2 separate regions of the Gossypium hirsutum genome follow, and region 2 is linked to region 1. Evidence: chromatin contacts called from public Hi-C data. All regions are on one chromosome and are shown on one strand. Each heading gives the region's core, a stretch centred on a gene start, on an enhancer-like site or on the middle of the called end of the contact. The rest is flanking DNA. Distances are from core to core; before and after follow the strand shown. Region 1 holds the start of LOC107913039 (outer envelope pore protein 37, chloroplastic). Region 2 holds the start of LOC121220119 (rhodanese-like domain-containing protein 14, chloroplastic).

Region 1 (5,198 bases), core at 911-3,410:
ATTAGACCCCAAATAGGGATGTCGATTAGCCAGGATGTTGCATGGGTACGTTATTCTACCTTCGATAGAAAGAACAATTACTCTTGAACAAGATCATGCTGATACATTTTATAAAACTAAAAGTAAAATATAAAAACAAGAGACAAAATGAATATATAAGACACAATATAAGAGAAAACTTCTTCCTTTTCTTGGTTCATCTATAGTCTCTTACATGCCTTTATTTATACGCATTATAACATAGCATCCCATAAGTTATAAAAGTAATAAGACAGTAATTGCCTTTATGTATAGAATACCTTTCACTATGTTTGGATTAAAAGTAGTAAAGGAAAAGAAAGGAAAAGAGTGGAAAGCTTAACAAATGGATAATTAAAATTAATGAAAGAAAATAAATTAATTCTAACAATTTTTGTTTGGATAAACAATGAAAGGGAAGCAAAGTATTAATTATAATAAATCTTTACAATTATAACCTTTTCATAAATTTATTTATAAAAAAAGTAGACAAAAAAAAAAAATTCTACATCTTAATATTTTGTTTTACTTTTCTTTCTCTACCTTTCCCTCCAAATTAGAGTAAATAAAAAATTTAATTTTTAAATGAAAGAAAGGGATACTCAATTTTCTTTACTTTCCTTAGCTTAAATTATTAAGTCTATCTAAACAAATATATATATATATATAACGCTTTCCCTAAATAAGTTTTACTTTTATTTTAGTCAAATAAATTGTAAGAAGTTATTTGCTTATTTGAGATAACTTTAAAATAAACCTTATATTTGGATGGAAGTAACAAATGAAAGGAAAGCAAGAGAAAGTTGTTCCACTTGTTTGGATAAAAAAAATTTTAAGGTAAGGAAAGGTTAAGACTTTTGAGTATATCCCTTACTTTTTCTCAAAGTGTCAAATTTTTAATTCCCTCAAATTGGTGGGAAAGTTAGAGAAACAAAATCTATATATTTTTAAGATATTAAATATCTTTTTTACCCTCCATTTTTACATAATATATCATAAAAATGTTATAATTATAAAACTAATATTATATTCAACTATTTCTTTTCCTTTATGTGGTTTAACCAAACACTAATTTTTTCCCTTTCTTTTATTTTTATCTTTTTTTAATCTAAACATACTCTAAAGGTGTGTTTGGTTCACCAAATCTTAGATTACGGGTATGTAAGATTATCGATGGAGTATAGTATTAACTTGTTTGGTCTATTTGGTAGAATGTAATATTCATATGTTTGGTTGACGAAATATAAGATTAATGATTTTTTTATGGGTAAATTATAAAAATGGTCACCCAACTATGCATTTCGTTCTGAGTTAGGACTAAATTGGCAAATTCTATAAATTTTAAGGGCCATATTGATTTTTTAGAATTATAACTAAAATGACAAATTTTATAAACATTGAGGGCTAAATTTGTTTAATTTTTTATATTTAAGATTAAATTGATAGAATGTGCAAACATTAAAGGGCTAATTTTGTTACTGACCAATAAAAAAACCTACATTAGCTCAAAGTGACTAAAATATTTAATTTCGAAAAGTTTAGTGACTAAATAAAAAAATTTAATAGTTGAGTGATCATTTTTAATGTTTACCCGAAAAAATAATTTTAGCATGGATTTAACGTTCCACATCATCATTTAACAAAAAAAAATTAATGGATGGGTTAATTTGCACGTTTTGAAATAATGTACAAGAGATAATTTACCTATTTTTCAATAGAGGGATCAAAATGCAATTCACCCCTAAGTATAAGGGCTTCCCCGATACTTTTACATGCATTTTCCTATAGCATTCAACAAACACATTTTAAAAAAAATCCTTAACATCAATCTAATAAACCACAAAGTAATATCAAGATGAAAAGTAATATCAGGATAAAAAAAATTGTCTAAAATTTCATATTTCACTTGGAATTTTAGATAACCTAAGAAAAAATTGTACCATTACCACATCTTGTTCACGAATATAAGATTAGGAAAAGATCAAAAAATTAAAAATTCAATACTGCAATCTCATTAAAACCAAACAACCCAAGTTTTGTCTTAAAAAAATATAGGGTTAAGGGTTCAATTAGTACATACTAAAAACATATTTAGGTGAAAAGAAAATAAAAGGGGGGGAGGGTGGGTGAGGGCAAATCAGAATCAGAAAATTTAAAAAATGTAGAAATCGAAATAACCGGTGACACAAGCATGCAAAAGACGTCACTCTCTCTCTCTCTACCAAATATCAATTTCCAAACAAAGCAAAAGCGTAGGTTGACGAAGAGTAACCCTCGCCCCTCGATTTTTTCTGGTAGCCAAAGGCCAGAATTTTTAACCCTTTGAATACCATTACCACCCATATACCTTCAATTACACACCCCAAAACCCCCCTCCCAATTTGAGCCATGCTGGACGCTTCTCCTCGAATCCCCAATTACCTTGTCCCGCCCCTGTTACCGCCACCGCCACCGTCCCCTTTGGAGCCGGAGCCTGAGCCACCGCCATCTTCTCCACCACCCAGGAAGCCCTACCAGTTTCTCTCTTCGTTATCCTCCCTCAGAGTGACTTCGGAGTTCGATAGTGATAGCCGCGTGTTCTTCCACAAGCTGTCTTGTAAGCTCTTCGACAACCTTGCGAAGCTCAAACTCTCCTTCATCAACAACGCCAAACGCGAGATCACGGAGCCCCAGTTGGCGCTATCTTCTAAGTACTTGTCCATATACTACGATCCTGAGGAACAAAATGCCATCTTCCAGGGTTACTACAATGTCGGTCCTACGTGGCATTTCAAAGCTGCCATTGATGTTAAGGTTGGTTTTTCTTTCCTTCCAACTCGCGGTTTTGGCTTAGTGGGAGTCTTGGTTGCCAATGTCATTGAAAATTGTATAAAATTGAAACCTCTTTTTTATTGTGCATGGAAGATATGAAAGATTGTTTATTATTTGGTTTTCTAGAGAATTTTCGAGTACCGGGCTTTGCATTTGGTGATCGTTTTTCGAGCCTATGAAATTGATAATGGGGTTTCAGAGGATTTTTCTTTCATAAAATGGTCTAGTTGGTCGTCATACTTGAGTCTTGAAGACCTCTCTGAACATCCTTGTGTTGTTTTTTATCTTCAATCCTATTTTTCCTTGTATTTTTGGGAATGGGGAGTTTATTATTTTTGAAGCCAACTATCATAATTGTTGTTCAAGTGCTGAATAAATATTTCCTTAAAGCCACATATGCCATATCCCCTGAATCTCTCTCTCTCTCTCTCTTTTTTTTTTTCTCAGGCACAACAAGGTGAACTGGCAGCTATTGCAAAACTTGCTGATCCTAGTTATGCTGTTGAAGTGTCATCACCTGTTCCCAATGTTTCATTGGTGAGCTTTGTTTCTCCTGGTGTCTTACTAGTGAAAATCGATTGCTTGGCATTAAGTTATGGACAATTGAGAACCATTTATCATGGAATGATGTGGTAATTCAATTTCAGCAGTTTTTTGTGGTTCTAAGTTGCTTAATGTATGTGGTGTCATACTGTTGTTTTTTTCTTTATGCATTATTCAACCCATACTATACTGACTTTTGCATCGCTTAAAACACTTGATTAATGGCAGTCCACTTGTATTTTTATGCTTCCTCTCTGATGTTTTTCAACATTGGTCATAGCTGTTTTTCTCTCATCTGAACTTTCCTGTTGCTGCAGCCCAAAGCGACATTCAGATTTCCCATCGGTGAATTTTCATTAGAGGAGAGAGAAGAGGATGACGTACCAAGGTTGTCGATAAATGGAATTGTTAAAGGTCCAATTTTGTATGGTGTAGGTGCCGCACGTTACATAGATGAAGAACTGAAACTAAGATACTCATATAAGGTGGGTTTTTTCCCTCAATGTTATAGCTTTGTGTTTACAGTCTTGTTTATATACTTGTTCATTGATTGGCTACTCTGGCTTCTATGGGAGATCCATTACACCTAATGTTGAATAACTTAGATGGCTAGGTTTTCAAAATTGGCTGAGCTGGCTGATCACCTTCTTCATAGGAAAATGCTGGGTTGGAAAACATTATGGCTGTGTAAATTTTCAAGCTTTTTGAGTGCTTTAGTAGATGGTTTTGATGGTTTTCATTGCAGGATGGGACAATGTCATTTATTCCTAGCATTTCACTACCAACTAATAGGGCGTCATTTGCATTCAAGCGACGCTTCAGTCCATCGGATAAATTGAGGTTAGTTACAACTCCTTTATCTTTGTAAATATTGGAATCTGTCGTGAATGTGCTTAATAGCTAGAGGTGCCATTTCTTTTGTTTTGCATTCTATATATGCGGAAACATATTTGATTCATTAGCTATAGAGGGTTGCTTTTTCCTTGCAATGTCAATTTCGATTGAGGTGTTCTATTGCATTTATGTGCAGCTACTGGTACAATCTTGATTCAAACTATTGGAGTGTGGTGTACAAGCACACGTATGACAAAGACTTGAAATTCAAAGCTGGCTACGATTCTGAGGTTCGTCTTTGCTGGGCTTCTCTATGGGTAAGTTTATTCTGTTTTCTCTAGCATGTCGTTTGCTGAACTTGGTTGTCCTGAATTGTTTGCTTGAGATTCATTCCTATGACGACAATGACTTGATATATATCCTCTTTATTTCATTTCAGGTTGGAGATGAAAATGGCAAGGCAAATACGGCCCCCATGAAGATGAAAATCCAGTTTATGCTACAGGTACCACAGGATGATATTAAGTCAACAGTGATATTGTTCCGTGTTAAAAAGAGGTGGGATATTTTATTGTTGTCCCATGCCACACTTCTGTTTCTCCTTGCTATGGTTTTTGGACATCTTTTTATGTGATGATATATATAATTGCTAATTGCTTTATAATATAATGGCATCAGTTGGTTGTTAAAGTTATGAATTAAATTGTGATATGAATTGGAAGGCTATGGATAAGACTAAACGAACAAAGCATTCAAGTGGAACGAATAATATTAAAGGCAAAGAAAACAGAAGTAACCTAAACCTCTTTCTTTCTACTTTCAGATTTCAGTTTCCATCTCTGATAAACAGCTCTAGTGGTGCCTCAACTCAGGACTATATCTCTCCCTCTCTACTCTGATCCAAGAGTCCGATTCTGGTTCTCTTAACCAAGATCATTTTGGCAAGTCATGCAGAACATTAAGAAAACAAATGACCCCATCAAGCTATCGTT
Region 2 (4,741 bases), core at 2,110-4,609, 700 kb before region 1:
ATTTAAATATTAACATGATTTTTCAATAATTTAACTAAAAAATATTAATTTATTATATGTTTAAATACTACCTCTTTGACTAGAAGTATATATTCAATACTAATTAATTTTTTATATTAATAATGTTTGATTTTAATATTTAATATTTTTAAATGTTTTTAAAAGTTACTAAAGGTCATGATCTTTAGCGGCGTTTTTGATGTGTAAAGCGCCGCTAAAAGTCATGTTCTTTAGCGGCATTTGTGATAAAAGCGCCGCTAAAGGTCATGTTCTTTAGCGGCGTTTGTGATAAAAGCGCTAAAGATCATGATCTTTAGCGGCGTTTGTGGGTAAAGCGCCGTTAAAGGTCATGTTCTATAGCGGCGTTTTTCACATAAACGCCGCAAAATTTAGCGTTGTCTATAGCGACATTTTTTGCCGCGCTTGTGAAAGCGCCGCAAATAGTTTTAACAGTGCTTAAAAACGCCGCTATAGGCCTAAAAAAACGCCGCTAAAAGTCTATTTGCTATAGTGTCCTTGTGAAAATTGCATCACTGACAACAGAGTGAGTGCAAGAGAGAACCTTGAATTTCTTGGCAATTTCGTCTCTGTTTTGTTTCATTTGAGTAATAATAGGATTTACTCTCTAAAGAGTTATTTCTCTACCTATTTCAACATTTCTCTACCTATTTCAAAACCATCCCACAAGTCAAAAGCACTCAAATATGGTCTCGTTTTCACTGCCCAAATGGGGTAGTTATCTTCTATCCCACCCGATATTGTCACGATTAACATCAGCTTGGATTTGAACAAAGTATTTGGCCATGGATTTTTACCACTAAACTCAGTAGGAAAGAGTGAAGGCCTTGTCTTAAGGTACCCTTAATTACGTGTAAAACATGAAATGGTTTAAACTAGTACACTGATAATTGACAGGTCATTGTGAATCACGTCAAATTTGATGATTTGGCTGTTGCCACTAGTTGCAAACCTTCGGTTTTACTACTTATACATTCAATTTTTCACATTTAACAGAAAAAAAAAAGTCATACATAACTTAAGGTGATACAAGATTCTTAGTATGATTAAAATGCCTAAAAGAGATCACATTCAAAACCTAAAGGAAAATGGTAGAAATCAGTCTTAAGGACAAAATTTGAGCTTCGATGGAAGCACCATCTAATCATTTGATATATCATTCTTCAGATTCTGATGGCAGTCCTTCTTTGAACCATGTATAAAGACCCCCTTCTAAATGGAAAACATTTTTGTACCCATTGAGCACAAGCAAGTAAGCCGCTATGAGTGATCTGCAAGGATTCAAAAGCAAGCACTTGTATCTTCTAGTTGACAAAAAGTTCAGCAAATAAATAACTTTAATTGCTTAGATTGAGGGGAAATGAAAAATCATCAAACATCAACTACTAATTACTAATTAGGCCTTTTGAGCTTCACTTTTAATCAATGTCGATGGTTTGTTTAGTTACTAGTTTAATCCTATCTACTTCTCATTTAAGCACCACACCTAGCTATCAGATTTGAACTACATTAAGCTTGTAATTTCTAATTAGGCCTATAATGCATGCTATAAGCTTGTATAAAATCAAAATGCTGTAAATACCTGGATTGTTGACCTTCAGGTAGATTTTGGGATGGCTTCATTGTACCCCCAGTTGTGCACGCCACTATTATCTTTGCGTCCTTGCCAAAATTTGATTCTACACCTGCTTAGATAACAAACAGTTAGTTCCTTTTGTAACTGCTAAGTAGGAAATGGTGGTGGACAATAGAAGAAAAATAGGGAACTTGATTCTACTTTGCATAAACTCAGGGTTCTCTTCTGTGCCGGAAAATATGCCAAAAAATGCAAATGCTGCACGCCTGGCGATATCCCATGCCGTCCACTCCTTTATAAGCCTATATATCTGAATATTAACAGCACCTGCTGGATGAGCCTGCATCAAAAGGCATCAAATTTAGCAGCATTAACTGAAACGCCCCTTTCGTGACTGATTATTTTCCTGTTGTAATGAACCGACTGACCTCTTTAAATTCTGCTTCAGGACGTACATCGAGAATCACAAAGTTATTCTCTTTTTGAAGGCGAAAAGCTTCCTTTGCATCCACACTTCTTACCTGCAAGCAAAGGGTAATCCTGTTGTTATGCTTGCGTTGTCATCCTTACAGACACTCACCTGTGTACAGGAGCTTTATCCCCCCTTAGGGGATTCTTCTTCTCAATTCATGATATTTGATGGTATTTATAAATATTTCTAGCTTTTTACTTCCATCCTCTAAATATAGAATCATTAGGTAGCAACTTATAAGGGGAACGGGTTGTTTGTTGTATCAACCGGTGAGAGTGACGATTTTAAATTTTCCAAGTATGTATGCAGCATCAAAATGTGTACTTAAGCATGAGAGTGGAAGATGGAATACCCTTTTCTCCAAGAGAAGTTCCCTCTTGACCTTCCAATCTTCTTCAGCTAATCCCTCCAAAAGAAGAGAAGAAAATCAAAATCAGGTCAGCCAATTTGTTTTGTTCCTGAGCCTGAGGTTCAATCGACCATTCATCTTATGATTAAATTAAGGTTGGACTACAACAGTAGTGGTACCTGGTGATTTTGCAGGCTTTGTTGCTGCACTTCGGATAATTAGGCACCGCCGATTCCGGGAAGCCAGTCTTTGCCTTGATGCTAGACCTGATCTTACACTCAAAAGGCAAGAACAGTCTGCAATAATCTGGGAAGAGAGAGTCAATGGAGAGGTCCTGAAATTGGAGTATACTGAAGAGGATGAAGCTGGGTTGGGGGTAATTGAAGTGAGTGCAGCCATTTTCTTCTGAATCGCAGAAAAGATCAGTTGCTACTAAAGGAGTTGGGTGATTGAGGGAGTTTTATATGAAATGGGCTTGTGTTTTTGTCATTTTCATGTTGTTTCAAAGAGATTGTTGGATGCTTGCTTTAGAAGTGGGCCATTCATTCTGGATATTTTTTTTGGTTGAAAAATCTGAGTTTGTGGTTCATGTGTTAAGGTGTTTGTCACAGTTGGATTTCTGTCATCCACAGAGAGCCAAGTTGGCTTGGCCTATCTTCAGTTACTGTAGAATATAGATGCTATTACTAATTTTCAGTATTAGGGCCTTAGCTTAGAACCTGCCTACCATCAGCCTCAGGAGCGCCACGAAAGGAGTTGACAGGGTGTCATAAACACAACTTTGTTCACTCGGTTGTAAGTTTGTGAGACATTTGGATGGAGGCTCCCACTCAACTCGGTTAATAATCTCAATAGTCATAACTGGTGGTTCAGCCCAACCGCTATAGACTGTCCATCCTTATAAAATGCTAAAACGTTTTTATAGAAACACTATCAGAAAACGTAAATATGTTTGAAATGAAGAAACTTTCTTAAATACAAAAGATTTACCCTTCCTCAGGTTTCCCTATCCTTTGCCATTGCCCTATATATGAATGGCCCCTTGACATCCTACCCTATCATGACACTACAAGGTAGGGGTGTGCAAAATTCGGGTACAACCGAAAAAATTCGGTTAACCAACCGAATTCGGTTAATCGGTTGGTTAACCAAATTTTTTTGGTCGGGGTCGGTTAATTATTTTTTAATTTTTCGGTTAACGGTTAATTCGGTTCGAAACCAGTCGGTTAACCGAATTTTTTCGGTTTAATCAAAAAAATTAATAAATAAAATTATAATATATAAATAGGCCCACTATTCACCTAAACCCAATCCAAACCCAAGTATTCAACCCAACCCAATTACCCAACCCAATCATAAAAATTACAAATAATTTAATAAATAAAAATAAAATTCTAAAACTAAAACTAAAGTCTAAAAGTCTAAAAATAATTTAATTATGTAGTGATTCAATTCGGTTAATTCGGTTAATTCGGGTAATTCGGTTAATTCGGGTAATTCAGTTAATTTTTAACCAAAAATAAAAAATATATAATTTTCGGTTAATTCGGTTAACCGACCAAATTAACCGAAAAAATTTCGGTTCGGTTAATTTTTTTTGAAAAAATTTTGGTTCGGTTAACGGTTAAAAATTTTGAAAGGTCGGTTAATTTTGTTAATATTATTTCGGGTCGGTTAACCGAATGAACACCCCTACTACAAGGTTGCACTATGACATAGGGGTAGAGGTCCCTAAAATGAAAAATTATTACATTAGTCTTTTATATTTTATAAAATATAAATGAGTAAACCATAAAATTCCATTTTCATGTTGAAGATAATAAAATTTTAATTTAATCTTTTAAACATTTTAAAGATATAAATTAATACAATAATAAAATTACATTTTAACTTTAAAAAAAATATAATTTATTTATGATCCCTAAAAATAGTTTCTAACTTAGTCTTTGTGTCCCATCCAGATATGTATTTTAAAGATTGCAATTTCTCGCAGCAATCAACCCACTTCCCTTTGCCCTTTGCTATCCCTTCCTAGAATTAATAATCAATTAGATCTTGTGGAGCTCAACTCATAGCTTGCTAGAAGAAAAAAAAATGGGTTCACTCATCTCATTTCTTGTCAACTTTGGGTTGATTGATTGTATTACTCCTTGTCTCACCTTCCAATTCTCCATCATTTGCGGTGCCAAAAATTCGGTTGGGACGGTCCAACTCGAATCCGAAACGGCACATTTGTCATTTACGTGACCACACTACAGACCACCATTGGCATCACAACATAATCATGCATAACCAACAAAAAGTAAACAAAGATAAACAAATGAAT

The links. A called contact is a pair of places that touch in the nucleus more often than the background predicts.
Region 2: a contact with region 1 is called in a Hi-C map of leaf, with 2.2 times the contacts expected there. The contact joins the promoter of LOC121220119 here to the promoter of LOC107913039 in region 1. A contact is called at or near these places in 2 of 34 Hi-C or Micro-C datasets (both in leaf).

Annotation. Positions count from the first base shown.
Region 1 is chrD08:33,612,556-33,617,753 of Gossypium_hirsutum_v2.1, reverse strand. It overlaps LOC107913039 (outer envelope pore protein 37, chloroplastic), which reads left to right and starts at 2,160. Exons shown (of 7, transcript XM_016841494.2): 1 at 2,160-2,811; 2 at 3,277-3,366; 3 at 3,690-3,857; 4 at 4,118-4,212; 5 at 4,403-4,523; 6 at 4,646-4,711; 7 at 5,030-5,198. The coding sequence starts at 2,407. The coding sequence ends at 5,062.
Region 2 is chrD08:34,318,328-34,323,068 of Gossypium_hirsutum_v2.1, reverse strand. LOC121220119 (rhodanese-like domain-containing protein 14, chloroplastic) reads right to left here and starts at 3,359. Exons shown (of 6, transcript XM_041099307.1): 1 at 2,595-3,359; 2 at 2,419-2,465; 3 at 2,023-2,115; 4 at 1,796-1,934; 5 at 1,601-1,703; 6 at 909-1,289. The coding sequence starts at 2,814. The coding sequence ends at 1,175. It overlaps LOC121220120 (a long non-coding RNA gene), which reads left to right and starts at 2,377. Exons shown (of 2, transcript XR_005917301.1): 1 at 2,377-2,503; 2 at 2,610-2,869.